Regions from separate parts of the Mus musculus genome. Here regions 1 and 2 are each linked to region 3. The links are chromatin contacts, called in public HiChIP or PLAC-seq and Micro-C maps. All regions are on one chromosome and are shown on one strand. Each heading gives the region's core, a stretch centred on a gene start, on an enhancer-like site or on the middle of the called end of the contact. The rest is flanking DNA. Distances are from core to core; before and after follow the strand shown. Region 1 holds the start of Loxl4 (lysyl oxidase-like 4). Region 2 holds the start of Golga7b (golgi autoantigen, golgin subfamily a, 7B). Region 3 holds the start of Crtac1 (cartilage acidic protein 1).

Region 1 (3,321 bases), core at 532-3,031, 180 kb after region 3:
CCCCGACTGGTGTCACTCCACACTCAGGGTCCTGGGGGATCCAAGATGATTGTCACCAGAGTGTTCTCTTTCCATGTCCCCTTTCTCCTCTGTGCTCTTCTGAGGGGGTGGGGAGTGGGTCACTAGGTCTGAGCTGAGAGATGACCCTATACTGCTCCTGCTATGGGTCAGGGAACTACCATCAGTGACCATGTCAAGAGTCCAGGTTTCCTCTCTTGGCCTCTCAATTTGCACACATGTGAAATGGCCCTAGGGTGTTAACATGCTGTTGGGGGTCTCTGATAGGCTAGGCTGTTCTGCTTTGTGACTGTGGCTCAAGTTCCCACTGTTGGAGGTCTCCTCAGAAGCCACAGGCCTTCAGGCTCCTTGCCTAGAGGCAGGGGTGGGCTTCTGCTGCAAGACCTGTGCCTGTAAGCTAGGGCAGTGCCCTTCCTTTCAAGCCACCAGGATGCAGGCCCTGGAGAGCCTCCATACTTCCTGCCCACTCCAGGTTCCCAGAACTGTTACTCACACCAAGCTCGTCTCCTCATTGTCATTCCCAAGACAGAGCCTTCATCTCCCAGGGCCCATTGTTAAACTCCTACACACATGTCAACACCCAGCTCAAATGCTGCTCCCTCCAGAAAGGCCTCCCAGTATCCTACCTTCCTATTTGTTCCCACTGGACTGAGTACAGGAGGACTGGGCTGAGAACTGGGTCTTGGAGAAAGAAGGTGCCCTTTCTCTTCCCCAGGGAGAAGGGAATGGGTGAGGGGGCCACAGGATAAGAATGCCTCTAGGACCCTGTTTGAATAGGCCTCTCCATTTCACAGATGGAAAGGTCGGGGCCCCAGGAAATGAAATAGCTGGACTGGCCAGAATTCAAACAGGCCACCTGGCTACAGTCTGGGCTCTCATTGATTGATCGATGTTGGATGAGGGAGAGAGAGGGAGGGTGAATGGAACTCTACCTTGTCACTGGCTATATGACTCAGGCTGAAGTGCAAGGGCACTGGAGTGAAGTCTGAAGACACAGGCACCTGCCCTGGCCAGGAGGGAAGGCTGCGAGAGGATGATTGCCCAGGATTCCTAGAGGTTTGGGGGGGGGGGGCGGCTATCCTGAGAGGCTAGCTGTGGGTCACTCCTAGTCCTTTTTCTGTGACTCTCTGGGCCTTGGTCTAGGCCCTGTACCCTTATGGCATCGTTCCTGTGGTTAGAGCAGAGCCTACAAATAGGCTCCCACCTATATAGGGCTGGGGAAGGTGGGGTTTGAAGCCCTCTGCCTCCAAACCCTCTTTCACATCATCTCCAGCAGTCAGCTCTATGTAGAGGGGAGCCCAGCTCTGCTCCAGCTCTTAGTGCCCCGAGTCACAGGAGAGACATCTAGTTCTATTTTACTCCGTCCCCAGCATTCTTTCAGGGTGAGAAATGGTTACACACAGTGTGTTCACACACAGTGTATTCACAAACCTAACACCCAGACTCCTGCTTGCCAGAGCTCTCTCCACTCATGTAGCCTTGAACCAACTCCCCTAACATGATGGGCACTTGTCCAGTGGGGAAGCAGGTTGTGACCCACCCACTGGGCTGACTTATCCATGGGATCCCCCCATTCCTCTGAGCTTCTAGAGGCCTGCCCACCCGCGAGAAACAGAAGAAAGGACAAGACAGACAGCAAGAGGCAGACAGGAGATCGCAACAGGCAGGAGCTCACCGGCAGGATCTGGAGGTCGGGGCTGGGCTGGGCGCCACGGCAGAGCAGCGCTAACGGGCCTCCCGGGGCGCCCTGGGGGCTTTTTATCCGCCAGCCTCCCGCCCCAAGTCCGGGCCTTCCCCGGGGGAGGTCGCAGGCCCCGCCCCGGGCGCGCCTGTGTGCACGGGCAGCCCCGCCCGGCCGGCCACCAGCCAGGCGCGCAGCTCGGGACTGGGCCAAGTTGGGAAGTCCCAGGCGCTGCGGGGAGCGTGGGGGGTGACGGAGTCCCGGAGACGCATGGCGGGGGACAGCGTCGGGTGGCAAGGATCCGGTCTGCGAGTGCCTCTGCAGGCACGGTTTTCTCCTCTGTCTAATGGGCGATCGGAGCTGTGTCCCATTAACCTTATAGAACTGAGCGCCCCACAGTCTTAGGTCTGGATCCCGTGGGCTGCTTCTGCAGGGCAATGCAGGCGTTCTTTTGGGGTGAGGGCCCCGTTCAGTGGTTGGGTGATGCAGCTTAAGTAACAGTCTCTCTGTGACCTGGTCCCCAAGGTTTACTGAAGGCGGCTTGAGAGCAAAGCTCTGCTCATTATGAAGTTCAGTCCCAGGAGACAGGATTTGCTTCCCAGAGTCATAAACCTCGCAGCAGAGAACTTAAGACTTCCGGTACTTAGCCAGGATGTCCCTGGTCCTTGCCAGGTTCAGGGGATGAGGGCAGTGGAGGACAGAGGGGAATGAGAGGCTGTGGAACACAACAAATGAAGGAAGGCCTGCGGAGGGGAGTCCCCCAGCTGAAGAAGCAACCAGGCTCCAGGCCTCGGGCTTCCAGTCTTCAGCTCCTTCAGAACCTCACGTGTGAAATGAGCAGACTGTTTCCAGTATCCTCTCTAGTCTCAGAGCAGTGAGCGGCGCGTCCCCCACCTTGCCTCAGATTGACAGCTAACGGTTTCTTCATTCAGGACCCTCTGTTGATTTTTCTCCTATGTGCTAGAAAAAGGGCTAAAGTGCTAGACGCTGGCAGGGGGGTACCCAAGTCTGAAGAGGGAAGATGTGCAAATAAAGGTGACCTCAAGGCAGAGGTAATGAGGGCCAAGATGGCATGTGACAGCCAGGTCACCTTGACCATGTTGCCAGAGACCTGGGTCCACCCCTAGCTGCTCATGTCTAAGATGTCCCCCCAGTGGCCCTGCCCCACCCGACCTGGGCCCAAAACATTCCCTAGGATGAATCAACAGGAAAGAATGCTCCCAGCCTCAGGTCAGTGGCAGAGGCAGAAACCCGGCTCCTCCCCTAGGGACAATGAGGCAGCTGTGGACCAGGATACCAGGTATGCACGGGGCCTCCACCCTCTGCCCAGCCACCTCTAATGCAGAGCCAGGAGCAACATGGGAGGCTCCGCCTGCTGCCAGTCACCCACCAGGCCTGGCTGCCCAGAGCTAAAAATACCTTGGAACCCAATGAATGAATTGATGTTGGCCGGAAGTCCTTACCTTGCAAGACTGGCCAGAGGCAACGGTGGACAGCAGGTGAGGGTCTTCCTTGAAAAGTGAGGGTATTAGGCCTAAGCTTAATTCCAGTGGGATTTCCCCTTGTTCTTAAGTGCTAATTTGTGAGGGTCAAAGGGAGAACTCAGTTCATCTTCACTGCCT
Region 2 (3,324 bases), core at 597-3,096, 180 kb before region 3:
ACAGCGAGGAGGGTTCAAATCTCCAAGGTCTATGTAAAAAAGTCAGATATGGCATGCCTGGAACCTAGTGCTCATATGGTGAGATAAGCCAGCTAGCCTGGACTATGCAGAGGCAAACAAAAGACCCTATGGAAGGTATAGATTGACAATGACATTTAAGGTTGTCCTCTGATCACCTGCCCACGGGCTCTGTGGCATCCACACAGTGGCACTCAGAGCATAAATCCACCTCCCCCCACACACACATGAGAGAGAGAGGCAGACAGACAGACAGGAAGACACAAGAGAGATACAGAGAGACAGATAAAGAGACAGATTTTAAAAAATAAAAAATGTAACTCACAGCAATTGTCAGGATTTCAAAATATATGTGCAGTGTAGAACTGTCTGGCACACATTAAGTGATCCATAAATGTTTGGTATTAAAAATAGAAAGTTCTGCTGAAAAAAAAGCTATTAATATGTCTTTGGGGTAACAAACCATCCTAAAATAGTAGGGTTACCATGGAATTTTAAAAGACATGATAATGATATTGTGATTACAGAGAAGAATGTTATTTTGCTTTTTGAGACAAGGTCTCACGTCTCTCCACCCACCTCAGCCTCAGGAGCGCCGAGATTAAAGGTGTGCACCATCACACCTGCCTCAGGAAAATGTTCTTATTCTGAGGGGATGAGTGCTGAAGTATTTAAGGATAAAACTGTGGAATCTATCGCTTTCTGATAATCTAGTGAAATTATATACGTCTCCTTGATCCAGTTTCCGTCAGCAAAGCCAACAAATCAAAATCAAATGTAAAAATACTATTGCTGACTGAGTTAGTTAGACTGTTCTGGCAAATGTCTTTTCCCCAACTTCTCCTGTATGTTTGGAAATTTTAAATGGGAAATTTGGTAGAAGAAGAAAGGACCCTAGCTATAGGCTAATGAAGAAGGGCAACAAGTATATCCTGCAGAAAGAGGACCGTAAACTCAGGGAGTGAGACAGCTAATCAAGGTAGGAAATCGGGAGAAGTCTGACCTGGAGTCAGGTCTTCTGGCTGCCTGTTGTGGCACCTACTCCAGTTTTATGTCATGGCCGACGCTGCTGACCTGTGGGCAGCCAGGCTGTAGAAGAAGTACCCAGCTCCCCTCAGACACAGATCTGGGGTTATTGTGGATGTGTTCAAAGACACCTGTGTTGGGGTTTCCTTTCTGCTTATTAAGTAGATAAACCATTTGATTGGAAGGCCTAATGCCAAATTACCACCTTGGAGAGTGGGCATACCGGTTTGGCATGTGGTTTTTGATTAGTGGTGGTAATTGGGTATTGTGGGAGTGTGTATAAACTCTGGGATGGCTGTAGGGAGACAGAAGTGTAAGGGGTGGGACCTGGACTAGGAGGATCATAAAGAAAGACTGGCTTCCATAAAAGAAAGGGCCCTAGGGAAAACCTGGGGATGAAATGTGCGTATGTGTTTTAAGAAAATGCTCTCTTATATCTGCAGCATTTTCCCCTAGCTAATGGGATTTTACCCATTTAAGGAAGCAGAAAGGAGAAAAGAGGGAAGGGAATGTTCCCATAAGGCTGGGTAGTGCTTGGGGCAGGACGGGAAGGTTAGAGTGAGAATTTGAAGGTGTTTGGAAAGGTAAGAGGCTGGCGGCCTGTGGATGGTGGGGCCTTCCGTATTGCAGGCCGGGTGCCTTGCAGCAGAGCCCATCTTCTTTCTTCAGCTTCTGGAAGTCCCCGGAGGCGGTGGAAGCTAGCGCAACGCTCTAGGCACTCCTGCTGGGGGGGAGGGCAGGCAGGAGAGGCGGGGCGCTGGGCGGGGCGGGACGGGGTGGGGCGGGAGCGGAGCCGGTGGCCGCGGGCGGGGCTCCTCTCCGGCGGGTGCCGGAGTCTGGGGGCCGCGGCTTCCCCCTCCCCGCCCGCCGAGGCGCTGGCCCCTCCTTCCCCCGCCGCCCCCGTGCCCGCCGCTGCTGCCACTGTCAAAGATAAAACCGGGCCATTGCCTGCAGGAACCCTGGCAGCAGGCGATCGGGTGGTGAGGAGCCTCCGGCGCGGCCTCGCCTCCCCGGTCCGGCTCCCGCGTCAGCACCGTGGACAGCACGGACCACCTTTCAGGGACCCTCCGGTCGGCAGGAGCGCGCTTCAGGTTTCGGCGATCTCATCAGTACCGCGGACAGCGCCCAGGCCCTCGCTGGCCTCGGCCAGCCCACCGGCTCTTCCTATCAGCACCGCGGACAGCCCCCCTGAACCAGCCCAGCGACAGCCAAGGACTGGTCAGAACGCCCTGAAGATGGCCACTGAGGTAGGGCCCAACACCTTAACCCGCAGGCAATGCCTCAGGGAATGATTCCCCACTAGGGGCAGACTGGGCACGAGGAGAAGACGGGGGTGGATGGGGGTAGAGGGTGGTTCCCTGGGTTCATGGTGGGAGGTGTGGAGTGGCATGGCATATAAGCAGAGCTTTGCTGAGGGGTCCCTTCACCTTTGACATGTCAATCTTGCCCATGCCACTCTGAGCCCTGGGAATCTACTTGTTACCAATAGCACCAAGTCCCAGCTGGTCTGGGGTTTCCCCTTCTCCTGAACACAGGGTTCTGACTCCCTAGAGGTTTGGAGATCCCTGCACACCTGTGTAAGGGGAGGGAAGGTGGCCTACTGCTGTTGTTGCTATGCGGTGCAGTATCCTGCTTCTAACCCAAATGCTTGTCTAGGGAAGACACACCTTCCCTCACATCCACATTTCCTTAGGAGGAGAACGTGGAAAAAGACATGCTCAGGCCCAGAACCCAAAGGGTTGGTTTTAATGAACCTCCTGCACCAGCCCCCACTTTTGAGAATTTCTTTCCTTCTCCATTTGAGCTGCTGTTCTCAGTGTATCCACATTTGCCTGTGAGGGGGAAGCGACTGTGTGCTTCACAGTGTGTCTATAGACCAAGGGACCTGTTAGCTAAGGACAAAATCTTGGCATAATGTGTAAGAAGTCGGGACTTGTGTCTCTACCCCCAGAGGTTACTCCTCCCCGGGGAGAGCTCTTTACGCATGGTGAAGCTGACATACGGAAGAAAGGATTGGCTCGGTACCCACACAGCATGCCAACAGCAGAGCTGAAAGTTTCTTTGAATTTTTAGAGTGTTGCAGCACACTGGGTCTCCCCAGCTCGGCTGCTGCCGGCTTTTGTGGTGACTCCCCATTTCCAGCCTAGCTGGACCACTGCCAAGGAGGAGAGCAAAGGCCTGTGAGTGATTCTGTGCGGTGCCTCTGGGATTCCGGCGAGTGGCATGACATCAGTACCAAGTGCTACTGCCATCATTCCATTGGATCTCCTGATGTTGCTT
Region 3 (3,289 bases), core at 661-3,160:
CCAGACAGAGAAAGGAAGACAGAGCAGCAAGCAGGTATATCACTGCACACATCCCTAATGGAAAGAAGGTCTTGGGAAATGCAGCAAGAAATGTTGACTGCAAGCAAACAGGGAATGGGGGTGGGGTGGGCATGGATTGGTAAACCCACACACACACACATAAAATCATTAGCCTAACGCAGGTATCCAAGGAGTTTGAACACATGCCCATTGGTAGGGTTGTACTACGGTGAATGGCTCAACCCCAACCCATCAGCTACAAGAGCAGAAGCCACCGGCAGCCTTCAACCTTCTCCAGAATCTATCAGCACCAACTGGAGACCAAAGTGTTCTAATCTAGTCCAGCACCAAGAACTAAACTCCCTTCCTTGCCTACCAAATTGACTTTAGAACCTGCCTCCAGAAGAGGCTTTTTAACCAAGACAGGAAAGAGAGAGGGGGAAAAAACGCCTCCTTGAAGACCATATTGGGCCAACTGTTCATATTCCCATTTTTCCACCCTCCACGTCTCTGTCTCAATACCCAAGTGTGAGGAACTGTTCAAGTCTCTGGATCTGCTTTAATTCAACGTGGGTACTTCCTGTCCCAAGTTATCATGGTTTCAAATCTCCCCTGATAGCTTTTCCCCAGGAGTTCTTCCCAGGTTCAACACAGCATCAAACCGCTGTCCTCTACTCTGGGAACCTTCTTGCTTTCTTTTCCAACTGGCTTCATTTTTCGAAGTCTTGCACCCATCCCAGAAGGTACCTCAAGTGCAACTCATGAACGCTTCCAGGAGGACGGATGAGATGTACAGATGTCACGGTAGGTGAACCCACCCAATAGCAATAGTAATCATTAGTCATTCAAGAAGGAACCCCCCACCCCCACCCCTAGGGAGGCTCCCATCCCAGCTGGGATGACTTTGGATTCTTTAGTTGGTTTCTGCAGAAGCGGGACTAACCAGGGCTCCCAACTACTGTACTGCAAAAGAATCACGCTGCATTGCTGGGCATGCCCCCAAGCCTGCCTGCTGCCCCACCAAAACCTTTATCTGATTCCATAAGATCAAGGGGGGGGGGGACCCCATGGTTCCCCTAGAATGCCAGAAAAGAGCTTGCCTGAAACATCCTTAGCTAGAAAGCCAGACCACACCTCGGTCCAGCAAAAGGCGGCTGGCAGCTACGCTGTGTACCGGGCTGGCTCCGGGAGCACTCTGCCACTCAGCGCTGTGCAAGGGGAGACAGCTCGGCTTCCCGGGAGAAGAGCTATGCCCCGGGGGATCTTCCCCAACCTGGAAGCGTTGGCAGTCGGCCGAGGATGGTAGCTTAGTCGTCCCCAAACTGAGCCCGCCAGCTGGGTGACTCCCCGGGTACCCTCAGCACAGCCTTCACCTGCTCCGCCCCCTACTAGCCCCATTGCCCCCTTCTCAAACCGCTGACCTCCATCCTCTGTGCCACTAACACGTTCTCTGCCAACTGTGGGCTGTCACCCCCACACCTCGGCTCCCATCTCTTCCACCACCTCCAGCCTGGCGCCCGCCTTGCCCCCAGCCCGCGGGGAGGATCTGCGCGCCAATAGAGTCCAGCGCCTCTTGGCAAGTTGGGAGCAGCGTCGCCGCCTTCGCAGTCCCGATCTTCCCAGGTCCCCAGCTGCATCCCCGCCACCCCTGGGGGCGTGCGGGGAGGGGTGCGCTAGGCTGGCGAAACTTTCTCCGCCGGAAGGGGTGGGGGCTCCAGGAGCGGATACTCACGCCCGGGTCAGCGCTCGGAGCCATCCTCTGGCTCTCTCAGCCCCACCGCTTGGGGGCGTCGGAGCGCGGGCGCTCGATGCTGCCTCTGCCGCTGGCGCCGCCGCCTTGCAGCGCCCAGCCCTGGTCCCGGGCTGGCCTCGAGCCTCCCGCCCCGACGCCGCGCGCTCGCTTTATACAACTCCACTCGAGCGCGCCCGGGCTTATGTAAAGGCTGGCGGAGGCCCGCAGCCAATGGCGCGGCAGCTGGAGCCGGGGCCCAAGCTTGGGGGGCGCACGCGCGGCCAATCGCGGCCCGGGGAGCCCGAGGAGCCGGGTGGGGGAAGGGGCGCCTCCCCGCGCTGATTTAGGAGCCGGGATTGCGGTGGCAGCAGCCGGCAGCCAGGCTGGCCCGGCGCGGCGGGCATTGGGGTGGGCGGCGGCGCGGGCGGCGGCGAGGGCGGGTGCCCCCCGTGCTCTGCCGCGCCCCGCCGCCGCGCCGCGTAACCTTCAGGAGGCAGCGGGGCCTGGCGAGTGGGGAGAGGGCGCCTTGAGGGACGCTGGGGACCGGGCGGGCGGGAAGCGGATGTCCCCGGGGGGGGGGGGAGCGCGGGGAAGGCAGTGCAAGGGGGGGAAGGGAGGCCGGCGAGCCCCAGGACCCCGCAGCCACGCGGAGCGCAGGGCGGGGGGTAGCGGCCGCGCTGCTGTCTTTCTGCCTCCCAGATAGCGATCTGGCGGCTCCCAGGCCCGGCCAGAGCGGCCGCGCGAGCCACGCCGATGGCGAGATTTCTCGCTGGGGAGCGAGCTCCGAGTCGATCTTTATCCAGCCTAGGGACGTGTCCGAGCGCCTCCGGGGGACTGCTCAGTATGGGGAACAGAGCTTCACCACGGTCCCAGAGGGCGGGGAGCAGGCGAGCGCAGCTCGGCGGTCAGGCGCGGCGGCCCAGGCAACTGCGGGCAGAGTCTGCTTTCCCACATCCGCGCCCTCCGCCCCCGCAGGCAGAGTCCTCACCGTACCTAGCCCCCTCTCCAGCAACACCCACCAGGGCTGAGCCTGGCCCACCTGCTCAGGGCGTCTGCATCTTTTGCCCACACGGAGTACTACCGCTTGCTCTTTCTCCGTTGTCACCAGCTGGCACAGCTGGGTGCAATGGCTTTGGTCTCTCTGGCCCAAGGGTAGTGGTGGGAGAGCAACTAACATGGAGATGACTTCGTTAGTAGCTCCCCATATACCTGTGTTTGGGGCAGGTAACTTGCTAAGGTCCACATCAATGGACCTTTTGCATCTACAATAGAACCAGGCTTATAATAGGTGCTCAGCAAGTAGTGAATTTTGACCTTTCATGAATAAGACCGGTGGATTTCTGAAAGCCAGACCCGAGGCCTCGGAGAAGGATATGGGACTCTTTGCTCAGCTCCAAAGGCTTTGCGATCACTACTCACTAACTAGCTTGGCGTCTGTATGTTTGACGCTTAAAAAGACTTGGATGAAGGTTCTGCTATAGAGTTCCCTGTCAACCAGTTCCTAGCTGGACCTGGTTATCTCCCAGTACTGATTAGAACTGTCAGCCCCGTTTGTGC

The links. Hi-C and Micro-C count contacts between places; a contact is called where the count stands out from the background. HiChIP or PLAC-seq counts read pairs in DNA pulled down with a chosen protein or histone mark.
Region 1: a contact with region 3 is called in an H3K4me3 HiChIP or PLAC-seq map of embryonic stem cells, with 13 read pairs. The contact joins the promoter of Loxl4 here to the promoter of Crtac1 in region 3. A contact is called at or near these places in 9 of 39 promoter capture datasets (the C10 cell line, the HPC-7 cell line, embryonic stem cells and 5 more), 4 of 484 Hi-C or Micro-C datasets (bone marrow-derived macrophages, embryonic stem cells and myeloid progenitors), 1 of 115 datasets of contacts at active chromatin or transcription factors (embryonic stem cells) and 2 of 9 other capture datasets (adipose tissue and pancreatic islet).
Region 2: a Micro-C map of embryonic stem cells shows a contact between it and region 3, with 1.9 times the contacts expected there. The contact joins the promoter of Golga7b here to the promoter of Crtac1 in region 3. A contact is called at or near these places in 12 of 39 promoter capture datasets (the 3T3-L1 cell line, cranial neural crest, embryonic stem cells and 6 more), 1 of 484 Hi-C or Micro-C datasets (embryonic stem cells), 7 of 115 datasets of contacts at active chromatin or transcription factors (embryonic midbrain, embryonic stem cells, neural tube and 1 more) and 3 of 9 other capture datasets (adipose tissue, embryonic stem cells and liver).

What each region holds. Positions count from the first base shown.
Region 1 is chr19:42,611,025-42,614,345 of GRCm38.p6, forward strand. It overlaps Loxl4 (lysyl oxidase-like 4), which reads right to left and starts at 1,782. Exons shown (of 15, transcript NM_053083.3): 1 at 1,694-1,782.
Region 2 is chr19:42,253,893-42,257,216 of GRCm38.p6, forward strand. It overlaps Golga7b (golgi autoantigen, golgin subfamily a, 7B), which reads left to right and starts at 1,847. Exons shown (of 5, transcript NM_027694.2): 1 at 1,847-2,291. The coding sequence starts at 2,280.
Region 3 is chr19:42,429,878-42,433,166 of GRCm38.p6, forward strand. Crtac1 (cartilage acidic protein 1) reads right to left here and starts at 1,911. Exons shown (of 15, transcript NM_145123.5): 1 at 1,733-1,911. The coding sequence starts at 1,756.